Linked DNA regions of Sus scrofa: all the other regions are linked to region 2. Evidence: chromatin contacts called from public promoter capture Hi-C data. All regions are on one chromosome and are shown on one strand. The core of a region is the stretch at or near the end of the contact, and the rest is flanking DNA. Distances in the headings are between cores, read along the strand shown. Region 1 holds the start of SRCAP (helicase SRCAP). Region 2 holds the start of KCTD13 (BTB/POZ domain-containing adapter for CUL3-mediated RhoA degradation protein 1). Region 3 holds the start of TUFM (elongation factor Tu, mitochondrial).

Region 1 (3,734 bases), core at 845-3,344, 440 kb after region 2:
GCCAGATCTGAAGTGCGTCTGCAACCTACACCGCAGTTTATGGCAACACGGGATCCTCAACCCACTGAGCAAGGCCAGGGATCGAACCAGTGTCCTCATGTTTACCAGTTGGATTCATTACTGCTGAGCTACAATGGGAACGTCTATTTTTGTTTTTAATAAGGTGTTTAATACAAGTAGCTCACACTCATGAACTTCCTGAATAATCTTTCTGAGACTGGCATAGTGAATGGTCATGTATAAATCATGTCCCTACTCCCAGGAGTTTAGTAACATTTTGGGGGGGTGGGGTGGACAATCCATGAATCCAGATACGATGCAATCGGTACTTCATGAAGTCCAGGAGGCTATGGGAGCCAGAAGGGGTATTAAGCCAGCCTGTGAGTGGTCAAGAGTGGTCACCTGGGGGTTGTGAAGGAAACTTCTGAAGGAAAAATATTGAAAAAGGATGAAAAAGTACATGAGAAGGCTAAGAAATACGAGATCTTTCGGGAGCTTGGTGTTGTTCTATGAGATAGTCTCAGAAATATGTAAGCTTGGTCTGGAAAAAAAGACTTTGAACTGGGCCTAAACGATTGGGCATTTATCCACTTTTTTCAATCAACAAATCTACCTTGCATGCTTCTGTATGCCTTGAGGCTCTAGCACAGGTCAGCGGTAGCAAACTGGCAGCCTGTGGCTGAATCTGATGTATTTTGGCCCACATTCCTGTAGGGTGAACATTGGTTTGAGCTGACTATTCCTTTTGGTCAGAGTATACGGCCTCCTGTTCCTAACATTCCTCATCTGCCCCTCTTTGCTTTATTTACATCATCTTCTTGGTCCTTCTAGGTTTGAGTTTTCAACCACTGGTATTTGCTGTAAGAAAAACAGAACTTCGGAGTTCCCGTCGTGGCGCAGTGGTTAACAAATCCGACTAGGAACTATGAGGTTGCGGGTTTGATCCCTGCCCTTGCTCAGTGGGGTCAAGGTTCCGGCGTTGCGGTGAGCTGTGGTGTAGGTCGCAGACGCGAATCGGATCCTGCGTTGCTATGGCTCTGGCGTAGTCTGGCGGCTACAGCTCTGATTCGACCCCTTGCCCGGGAACCTCCATATGCCATGGGAGCGGCCCAAGAAATGCCAAAAAGACAAAAAAAATTAAAAAAATAAAATAAAAAAAATATTAAAAAAAGAGAAAGTTTAAAAAAAAAAGAAAAAGAAAAACAGAACTTCAAGTCAAGGTCAGAGAGAATCATCAACTCTTAGAGTAGAATGGAGATCTAAACTGAGCAGGTGAAGAGCTGAATGAAAGCTTTATTATGGCCTCCTAACCTGGCTCCTGGGTGGTCGGCCCTCATGAGGTAGATTTTGTGACAGTGCTTGTAACCTTGTGACTTAGACTGCTTGGCTATGAATCTTGGCTTTGAGCTCTATTACTCTATGAGCCTCAAATCATTTATAAATGGAGCATTGTTGGGATTGAGATCGTGCACAAGGTGCCCTCAGTAAAAGGTACGTTATTATTATTATTCTATTCCAGGGTGAGGGTATCAGATTCTCAAATGAGTTCCCTGGTGGCGCAGCGGGTTGAGGATCTCCGGTGGTCACTGATGGGGCTCTGGTCCCCACTTTGGCACGGATTTGATCCCTGGCCAGGGAACTTCCGCATGCCCGGCGTGCAGCCAACCCAACCATTACCAAAAAAACCCCCAAAACACAACAAATTTAAGGGGTTCTTAACTCAGAAAGTTGGCGACCTGATGCATAAATGCTTAGGAGCTATCAACAATACCACCCATGTGTCAAATGCATTGGCTCTATACGAGTGGACTGCAACGGGAATCCAGAGATCCAGGCTCCACTGCTAACTTGCTGAAAGTACCTGAGAAATTCCTTCAGCTCTCTGGGTGATCTATAAAAGAAGGTACGGTGGCCACGTCCCAGTGGGCAGCTGCAATGCAGCCCCAGTGGCAGGTTAGCCGGTGGAGGGTAAAGAGCTCTGCTGCGGGAAAGGCGCGGAGCCTCCGGGCGGACTACATTTCCCAGCCTGCCTTGCGCTTCGGGTAGCGCCCTACGTTAGCACGCGAGGCTCCCTGCTCTCCCAACCTCCAGTTACTGTCTCGCGAGAGGACGGGCCGCGCCGGCGGTAGCGATAGTGAGCTGTGGTGGTGGCGGTGGTGTTGGTGGTGGCGGCCGAGACGGCGGCGGCCATTTTGGTGAGGCCTCGGAAGCGGCGGCGGCGGTTCGCTGCGAGTAGCGTCTCCCATTTTCCCCACCCACCTCCCGCATCTCTGTGCCGTGAGAGGAAGCAGTGGAAGCAAGGCGGTGGCAGTAGCCGCGGGCCTCAGGGGGATTTAAAGGCCGCGAAGGAGGCGGCAAAGAGGGGGCCCTCCCCCTCCTCGGCGGGAGGGGGGGGTGGTGCGCACGCCCCCGAGGACGCAGGTAAGGAGAGGGAGACAAGATGGCGGACGCTCCACAGTTCCCCCTCCCCTGACGGCTGACTGCGCGCGCATCTTTCCGCCACCGCCTCCCCTCCCACCTTCCCGGGGTGCTGCGCGCGCACCTTCGGCCGGGGCCCCGGGGCCGGTGCGCGAGGCTGTCGGCGCGCGCCCATAGAGACAGGCTGAGGGGGGCCAGACCGGCCGGCACTGGGCTGGGGCGCGTCTTCTCTCCCCTTCCGCCCGTCTGCGCACGCGTGCCTGAGCGAGCGAGCGAGCCCTGAGAGGACGGACCCAGGTGCGCTCCTGCCCGCCCACCAACCCCAGCCCCCCACCTCAGGGGCGCGCGAGAAGAGGAAGGGGGGCGTGGGACGAGTAGTTGGGGCGCGCGCCCACCATATCCAGTCCGGAGCCAAGATCTGGCGGCACGAACCCTTCCTTATCTTAAGCTCTCTCGGTCTGGTGGTGGGGGGCTCCCTGACGGGCAGGGACGAGAGGCTTCCCAGCCCTGCGACCCTTGTGTGCGTGGGTTTGGGTTCTGGCGGGAGCCCCGGGGCGGTGAGCACAGCCGGCTCTCTCCGCCTCCAGGCGCGCACGCGCGGGCCCCTCCCCCAGTCTGTCGCGCACGTTGGGTGCGGTGGGAGTCTGGAGGGGGCGGGGCCATCTTAGGGCTAGTGGCAACTTGGGGCAGAGGTCAGGGGTCACGCCGGGTCAGGCTGTTGGGACGGCTTAGGAGATGGTGATGAAGCCTGGGGTCAAGAGTTCGGGCTTCTTGGATCCTGGTTAGCTTGAGTCCAGTGAATCAGTTGTGGAAGAGGGAGTGAATCAAAGGCTGCAGTGTGGTTAAGGAGCTTCCTTAAACACTGGGGAAACACTTCCGGGCCTTGTGTGGGTTTACCCTGCCTATTTCCGGGGCATGGGTCTTTGCTGTTCGGCCTTTCTCCCCTCCTGACTGCTCCTCTAAGGTCTCCTGTTGTAGTTCTTGTGTTTGGGGAAGTGTCTCCTGGCGCAGCATAGGAGGCCCAGGGCCCTGCCTTGAGAAAGGTTGGATTCTCCTATGTTCAGCCCTTACTGGAAAGGAGAGCAGGCTGCCAGGCTGCCAGTACCTTTTGAGCTTCTGGATGTGATAACTTGTTTGGCTTTGTTAATTTGCTCTTCATTCAGTGGTTGGAGCCTTTTACCTTTAAACTTTTTAAACTTTTTGGGAGGCTTCATTTCCTTACTTCAGCCAGAATCTCATGTCCTAGGGAATTCTTTTCACAAAACATTATTTGCTTTTATTTTTTGAATATGATCTATTTCTACTACTGTAATCCT
Region 2 (3,548 bases), core at 607-3,106:
AGCCTCATTTGTGACTTAGGCCGAAGCTCACAGCAACACTAGATCTTTGGAGTTTCCGTCATGGCTCAGTGGAAACAAATCTGACTAGCATCCATGAGGACGCAGTTTCAATCCCTGGCCTCGCTCAGTGGGTTAAGGATCCGGCAGTGCTGTGAGCTGTGGTGTAGGTCACAGATACAGCTTGGATCTGGCGTGGCTATGGCTGTGGCATAGGCCAGCAGCTAGAGTTCTGATACGACCCCTAGCCTGGGAGTTTCTGAATGCCACAGGTGTGGCCCTAAAAAGACAAAAAAAAAAAAAAGAGAGAAAGAAAGAAAGAAAGAAAAAAGAAGAAGAGAAGAAAACACCGGATCTTTAACCCACTGAGCAAGGCCAGGGATCAAACCAGCATCCTCAGGGATACAGTTTGGGTTCTTAACTCACTGAGCCACAATGGGAGCTCCTTCTTTTTGGTTATCTTAATAATTCTTATCTAGAAGTTAGGAGGAATGGATCAGGGCTAAAGCTGGACTTGGTAAAGAAGCAGCCGTCACTCAGACTGTGATGGAAAAGGTCACCATTGGTCATTTTTGTGGTCTGGACAATGTTCCTGTTTTCGTGTTCAATTATGATTATGGAACAGTCTTTCAATTCATCAGAGAGGAGTTTTTTCTGAAGCTGGTGTCCTATAAAATTGTTTATGCTCAACAGGGCAACATCATAGCCTAGCTTATAGTGTCAGGCCCCCTCATAGCAACAGAGGCTTCTGAAGGAATAGTGAAAACTGGGTCCCAGTTGTCATGAGCTGCTTTTCTCTTTCTCACCAGCTACACTTGAAAAATCAGAATTGACAATATTGCCCTTTGGGTAAAACATGGGCTCTCCAGGCTAACACAGGCCCTGTTACTCCCTAATACCTTGTAACTGGTTCATTCCACTCATTTACATTCCTACCTAGCCCCTGCCATTTACATTTGCACACGTCACTCAGCAGAAAAGAAACCAAACAAGCCCAGAGAGAAGTAACACTGCCGGTGAACTGATGGCCAGGCAGAACTACAGCTTCATGCTTCATTTTCCCTCCAGCAGATTCTCCTGCTAGACATTCAGATCGACTGTTAAATGTCCCAGGTATCAGCCTCTCAACAGAATGCAGATGAGATCAGATTCAAACACTTCTCGCCACACTTTACCAGCAACGTTTTCCTAGCTTATTTCTTTCTTCCAAGGTTGGGTGTCTCACGACATAGGCTGGGATTCTAAAACCCTTGTCCAGGTTGCTCTAGCCACCCCTGACCTTCTTTCTGCCTGTTAAATATGCCAAGTGTGTCTGGTTTACGGGTCTTTGTATTTGCCCCGGGCTCTTCTTGGAACTCTCTGCCCTCCGCCTCCACATAGGCGTCTCTTCTGAGCTTCAGCTCAGTATCACTTCCTCAGAGAAGCGCTCGTCAACGGACGACCTCATCTATTCACATCCTGCATGCCCTACCTAGCATTACTGCCACCTCCTCTGGGAGGCCACCTCCGTCTGGCCTCCCTTAAGAGCTCCCCTTGGGGCTTTCGTTCGCAGCTGTCAAATGCGCGGGGCCGGGAGGCGGGAAACTGTGCCCCAACCCCTTGCCTCTCTGGGCCCCTTCCCCTTCACGCCCATGAAGCACCCTGAGAGTGGAGATACGCGAAGGGGGCAGTGTTTTCCACACAGGCAGGTGGCCAAGAGCCCTACTTCGAGTCTCCCGGACAGGCGACCTGAACACACCTCACGCGGCGCCCCGCCCTCCCGCAGCCCGCGCTCGACTCCCTCTGCCAGCCCACCGCCACCACGCATGCTCCTCCCTCCCGGCCGCGCGAGGTCGGGGGCGGGACCTTGACGCGCCTGCGCAGTTCTCGCCCGGCTTCCGGGCGGTTCCGGCGCGATGATCCAGAGGGCCAGTGTCACTAAGTAGCGGCGGGGCTTAGGGGCGTGCGGGCCCAGCGGTCCGGCCCAAGGGCTCGGGTCCCGGGGTCTCTGGGAGCGGCCGGAGGGTGCGGAGACAACCAAGGATCGTCGCCCGCCGCCGCCACCAGGCATGTCGGCCGAGGCGTCTGGCCCCGCAGCGGCGGAGGCCCAGTCCCTGGAAGTTCCTAAGCCCGCGGGTCTCGAGCCTGGCTCCGCCGCCTACGGTCTCAAGCCCCTGACCCCGAACAGCAAGTATGTGAAACTAAACGTGGGCGGTTCGCTGCACTACACCACGCTGCGCACCCTCACGGGACAGGACACCATGCTCAAGGCCATGTTCAGCGGCCGCGCGGAGGTGCTCACTGACGCCGGAGGTACGCGAGCCGCCCTTGCTTACTGTCCTGCCTCCTCCAGATCCCCGTCTCCCTTTTCTCCCAGTCTTTCTTCGCCCAGTCTTCTCACGCCCCTTCTCTCTTGCCGTCCAGTCAACTCATTCTCACTTCTTCCATCCCCTACATCCCATGGCACCTCCCTTTTCTCATTCTTCATCCCCTTCCTCCCTCGGTCTTTACACCCAGCAGTAGTAACCAGCAAATTCTCAACATGTTAGGACCAAATTTTCATTACTGCTCCCCACGGACTCTTCCACTCTTTCCTCCTCAGCTCAAAAGACTCGGGAAGCAGCCCTGGTGCCAACAGCACCCTTCCAGGCAACCTTCATCAGTTTCTTCTACCTCAGCACTGCCAGCAACCACCCCCGAGAGTTGGAGGACCTAACACAGGTCCCTACACTCTAGAAATCTATCTGTAAATAACAGACTGTCAGAGGAGAGGGCTGCTTTGGGTTTGCCAGGGACGCCAGAGTGGAGAGTGGACAGTTCTCTCTGGCAGGCGAACCTTACCTTCTCAAAGTGTGTCGCAGTCAGGTTCGGGCTCCATATGCTCAAGGGGAACCTTAAAAGTCCAGGGAGGGGGATTCAGAAGAGGTTAACAAGGATTGTGAGAGCAGGAAAATTGAAATTGGGGAGGCAGAGCTCAGTCTTCAAATATCTGCAGGTGAAGAGTTTATTGTTCAATGAATATTGGCAAAATGCCAGTTAGTGTAGGAGATAGTTTGGTAAATGAATCTGATTAAGATGAGCCTTATGGAGTTTTCTTTTTTGTGGGGGTAGGGAGAGACAATAAGCAAGTAAACATACCAAAACGAAGACAGAAACATGTAATTCCAGATGGCAATGAGGTCTATGAAGAATACAAAGGTTAAAATGGTAGTGGAGAGTGGGGTAGCATTCTTTTTTTTGTCTTTTCAGGGCCGCACCTGTGGCATATGGAGGTTCCCAGGCTAGGGGTCCAGTCAGAGCTATAACTGCCCGCCGGCACCACAGCCTCAGCAATGCAGGATCCAAACCAAGTTTTTGACCTACACCACAGCTCACAGCAACGCCAGATCCTTAACCCACTGATCGAGGCCAGGGATCGAACTGGAGTCCTCATGATACTAGCCTGGTTCGTTAGCTACTGAGCCACGACGGGAACTCCCCCCCCCCTTTTTTTTTTGGTCTTTATAGAGCTGCAGGTGCAGCATATGGAAGTTCCAGGTTGGGTCGAATTGAAGCCGTAGTTGCTGGCCACA
Region 3 (3,478 bases), core at 127-2,626, 380 kb before region 2:
AGTGTCTTAGGATAAATTCCCAGGAGCATAGTGACTGAGGTACGGGCTGGGAACCCTTTTAATACTGTACCAGCCCTTCTTAAGGAGAGCTGATGGGTTTGGAAGGACAGGAGGACAAACATCTTGGCATGTTTCTCATTGTAAAAATGACAGTTAAATTACAGAATAGTACATTGGCTAAGTGCACACTTTCTTGGAGTTTAGTTCGGCTGGGTTCCTCAATCATCCTGATGCCAGTTTTCTCACTGGTAAAACAGAGGAAATAATATTCCCACAGAATAACATTTGGCACTTTGAATGTGAACCAATATGAAGCATTTTCACAGTGCCTGATCCATAAAAAAGCTCTAGATCTGAATTTTCCAACCTCCCCTAAGCCTAAGAAGGGTGTATATATGTATTATGAATAAATATAGCTTTCTTGTCTGTGCCCAGACACTACTGAATCATAATCTCCAAGGAGGAATTAAGGAATCTATTTGAAACAGACACCGTAAATTGAGTCTTGGGATCTGATGAGTTTCAGAAACATTAATCAAGGTTAAGCAGCTGCTATTATCCTTGCAAGGTGATGAGATGATGGATGTGAAAGTTAAAGGTCATTTGCTATCCTTGCACTCATTCATTCAGTCAACAGACATTTATTGAGCACTCACTGAGTGCCCCGCCCAGTGGTAGGTGCCAGGGACACAGCCGGAACAAGACAGGCTCAGGCTGCCCTCAAAGGCACCAGAGGCTGGTCCCTTACCTGGTCATCTATAAAACTGGGTGGCTGGGGGGGACGACGATCAAGGGAATTACTCCCTGGGCTGCTGAGAGGCAACAGGGGTGGACGGCAAACTGTCTCCGCAGGCTGCGAGCCAGGAGCGAGGGTCAAAGACCGTGGGACCTGGAGCCTTCTGGACCCCGTTCCCGCCTCCTACCTAGCTCCCTTCCTTTCAGACCCAGACGCCAGGATCTGTCCATGAAGCAGATACTACTACTTCCATTTTATAGATGAGAAAACAAAGAGTCAGCGGAGAGAAGGATCACACTAGAGCCCCAACCCCGAAAGACTCCCAGGATCGTCTTCCCCCTCAGAGTTGCAGGGCCTGGTCCTACCTCCAGCTGCGAGATCTGGCCACCAGATGAGTCGCCAGACACGCGCAGTGGGTGGGACTCCACGGGGTTCGGGGCCAGGACGTTCCTGGGTCAGCCACATCCGGGCCGCCGCCTCTGCCTCAAAGAGGGTCGAGACCGTCCTTACGTACCCAGCCTCGGTCTCCCTAACTCTCACGCTAAGTGCCCGCACAGCCTGTCGCCCTGGGAACTACAACTCCCATGAGCCTCCGGGGCGCAGGTGTGCTTTGCGGCGCTCATCGCCCCCCGGCGCCACCAGAGAGAACTGCGTGGCCCCTGAACCCGCGAAGGCCAGGGGCGTCTGGGAAACTTTCTTCATCCTTCCCCACCCCAGAGGCACCAGCGTCTTCCTGGACGTCTTCGGTCCCGAGCCCGGAAGTTGACAGGGAGGGTCATAGAGACTCGGGGCTAGAAGTGCCCAAACTTGCCCTCTCGGCCCTCACTTCCGCCGGAAGCCGCTTCCAGCCTCAATTGCCCTTTGCTTGGTGCACGCGCCGGGGTCCGTGCGCCGTACCCACTGTTCCCGGCGCTCGTAAGACCACAATGGCGGCCGCCACCCTGCTGCGCGCGACGCCCCTCTTCAGCGGTGAGGGGGCGGGGAGGGCGATGGCGGCCCGGGAGTACACGGGGATCGTCGGGAGCGGCCAGGCTCAGACCCGCGCCCTGACGCCAAGCTTCTGCCCCGGCAGGTCTCGGCGCTGGCCCAACATCACTGTTGCAGGGTCTGTTGCGGCCGCTGAAGGCCCCGGCACTGCCCCTCTTGTGCCGCGGCCTGGCCGTGGAGGCCAAGAAGACCTATGTGCGCGACAAGCCCCATGTGAACGTGGGTACCATCGGCCATGTGGACCACGGCAAGACCACACTGACCGCAGCCATCACGAAAAGTAAGCGGATTTGGGGCGGGGGGGTCGGGCATTCGGCAGCGCCCGCTCTGCAGGCGGGACGTGGCGCCGGGGAGGTGGGGCCCGCCGGAACGCTGCTGGAGGTGTTTAGCATGGGCCCCAGGAGCCTCACCTTGGGTGGGCGGTAGATTGCAAGACTGGGGAGACAAGACTTCCCGTCGAAATGAAGAACTTTGTGATGCATAAATGGGGGGACCCCGAATAGCCTCCCTCCAGCCCGGAGGAGTGCCCCGTAAAGCAGAAGCGTTACCTTAGAGACGTCCCAGGGCTGACCCTTGACGCCCTAAAAGGTGAAGTTATTTCCGTTCCAGGAGTCGAAGACGAAGGTCTTGGAAGCTTGCTTTCTCCCAGGCTGTCTCCCGTTTGGGTGGGAGGGGCCCAGAGGTGTGGTCTGAGCCCTGCCTCTCCCTCCAGATCAGATCCTTAGCTGAGAGGTGTGCTCTCCTCCCGTTAGTTTTAGCCGAGGGAGGCGGGGCCAAGTTTAAGAAGTACGAGGAGATCGACAACGCCCCAGAGGAGCGAGCCCGAGGGATCACCATCAATGCGGCCCACGTGGAGTACAGCACTGCCAACCGCCACTATGCCCACACAGACTGCCCCGGTCACGCAGATTACGTTAAGGTGAGAGAGCTGCTGGGGGCAGGCCCTGGAACTGCTCCCCCGCGCACCCCCCCCCCCATCGGGAACAATGTTAGGCTTGTGGGGAGGAGGTTAAGAGAGCCAAGATGTGTGGGTTTGAGATCATGGATTTGGGGGCCTGGCCAGTGGAGGTGGCAGGGGGAGGTGGGACCCCAAGTCACTGAACTACAGTTTTCTCTCCTTTCCTCACCCAGAATATGATCACAGGTACTGCCCCGCTGGACGGCTGCATCCTGGTGGTAGCAGCCAACGACGGCCCCATGCCCCAGACCCGAGAACACTTACTACTGGCCAAGCAGGTACCCAGAGCCAGGGTATGGGTGGAAGGAGGAAAGAGGGCAGAGCCTTCACTCACAACACCGTTGCTCCCTCTCCCGCCTGCAGATTGGAGTGGAGCACGTGGTGGTGTATGTGAATAAGGCGGACGCCGTTCAGGACTCTGAGATGGTGGAGCTGGTCGAGCTGGAGATCAGGGAACTGCTCACAGAGTTTGGCTACAAAGGGGAGGAGACTCCGATCATCGTGGGCTCTGCCCTCTGTGCCCTTGAGGTGAAGGCGGGGTCAGGCCGGGCATCCCGAGCTCTGCTCTGAGTCTGGGGAGTGGCTCTCGGCAAGTTAAGGGGAGCAGAATGGAAGTTTCAGGGTCCTGTCTACCTCCCGCCCGTAGCAACGTGACCCTGAGTTAGGCCTGAAGTCTGTGCAGAAGCTGCTGGATGCTGTGGACACTTATATCCCAGTGCCCACCCGGGACCTGGAGAAGCCTTTCCTGCTGCCTGTGGAGTCTGTGTACTCTATCCCTGGTGAGGACTCTGCTCGCT

Evidence for each region. Promoter capture Hi-C pulls out the DNA fragments that hold promoters and counts their contacts.
Region 1: a contact with region 2 is called in a promoter capture Hi-C map of liver, with 4 times the contacts expected there. The contact joins the promoter of SRCAP here to the promoter of KCTD13 in region 2. A contact is called at or near these places in 1 of 5 promoter capture datasets (liver) and 1 of 2 datasets of contacts at active chromatin or transcription factors (alveolar macrophages).
Region 3: a contact with region 2 is called in a promoter capture Hi-C map of fetal liver, with 2.5 times the contacts expected there. The contact joins the promoter of TUFM here to the promoter of KCTD13 in region 2. A contact is called at or near these places in 1 of 5 promoter capture datasets (fetal liver) and 1 of 2 datasets of contacts at active chromatin or transcription factors (alveolar macrophages).

The regions. Positions count from the first base shown.
Region 1 is chr3:17,701,222-17,704,955 of Sscrofa11.1, reverse strand. SRCAP (helicase SRCAP) reads left to right here and starts at 2,094. Exons shown (of 34, transcript XM_005653006.3): 1 at 2,094-2,421.
Region 2 is chr3:18,139,897-18,143,444 of Sscrofa11.1, reverse strand. KCTD13 (BTB/POZ domain-containing adapter for CUL3-mediated RhoA degradation protein 1) reads left to right here and starts at 1,856. Exons shown (of 6, transcript XM_021086431.1): 1 at 1,856-2,289. The coding sequence starts at 2,046.
Region 3 is chr3:18,522,603-18,526,080 of Sscrofa11.1, reverse strand. TUFM (elongation factor Tu, mitochondrial) reads left to right here and starts at 1,376. Exons shown (of 10, transcript XM_003124515.4): 1 at 1,376-1,705; 2 at 1,809-2,003; 3 at 2,476-2,642; 4 at 2,855-2,959; 5 at 3,045-3,209; 6 at 3,328-3,460. The coding sequence starts at 1,663.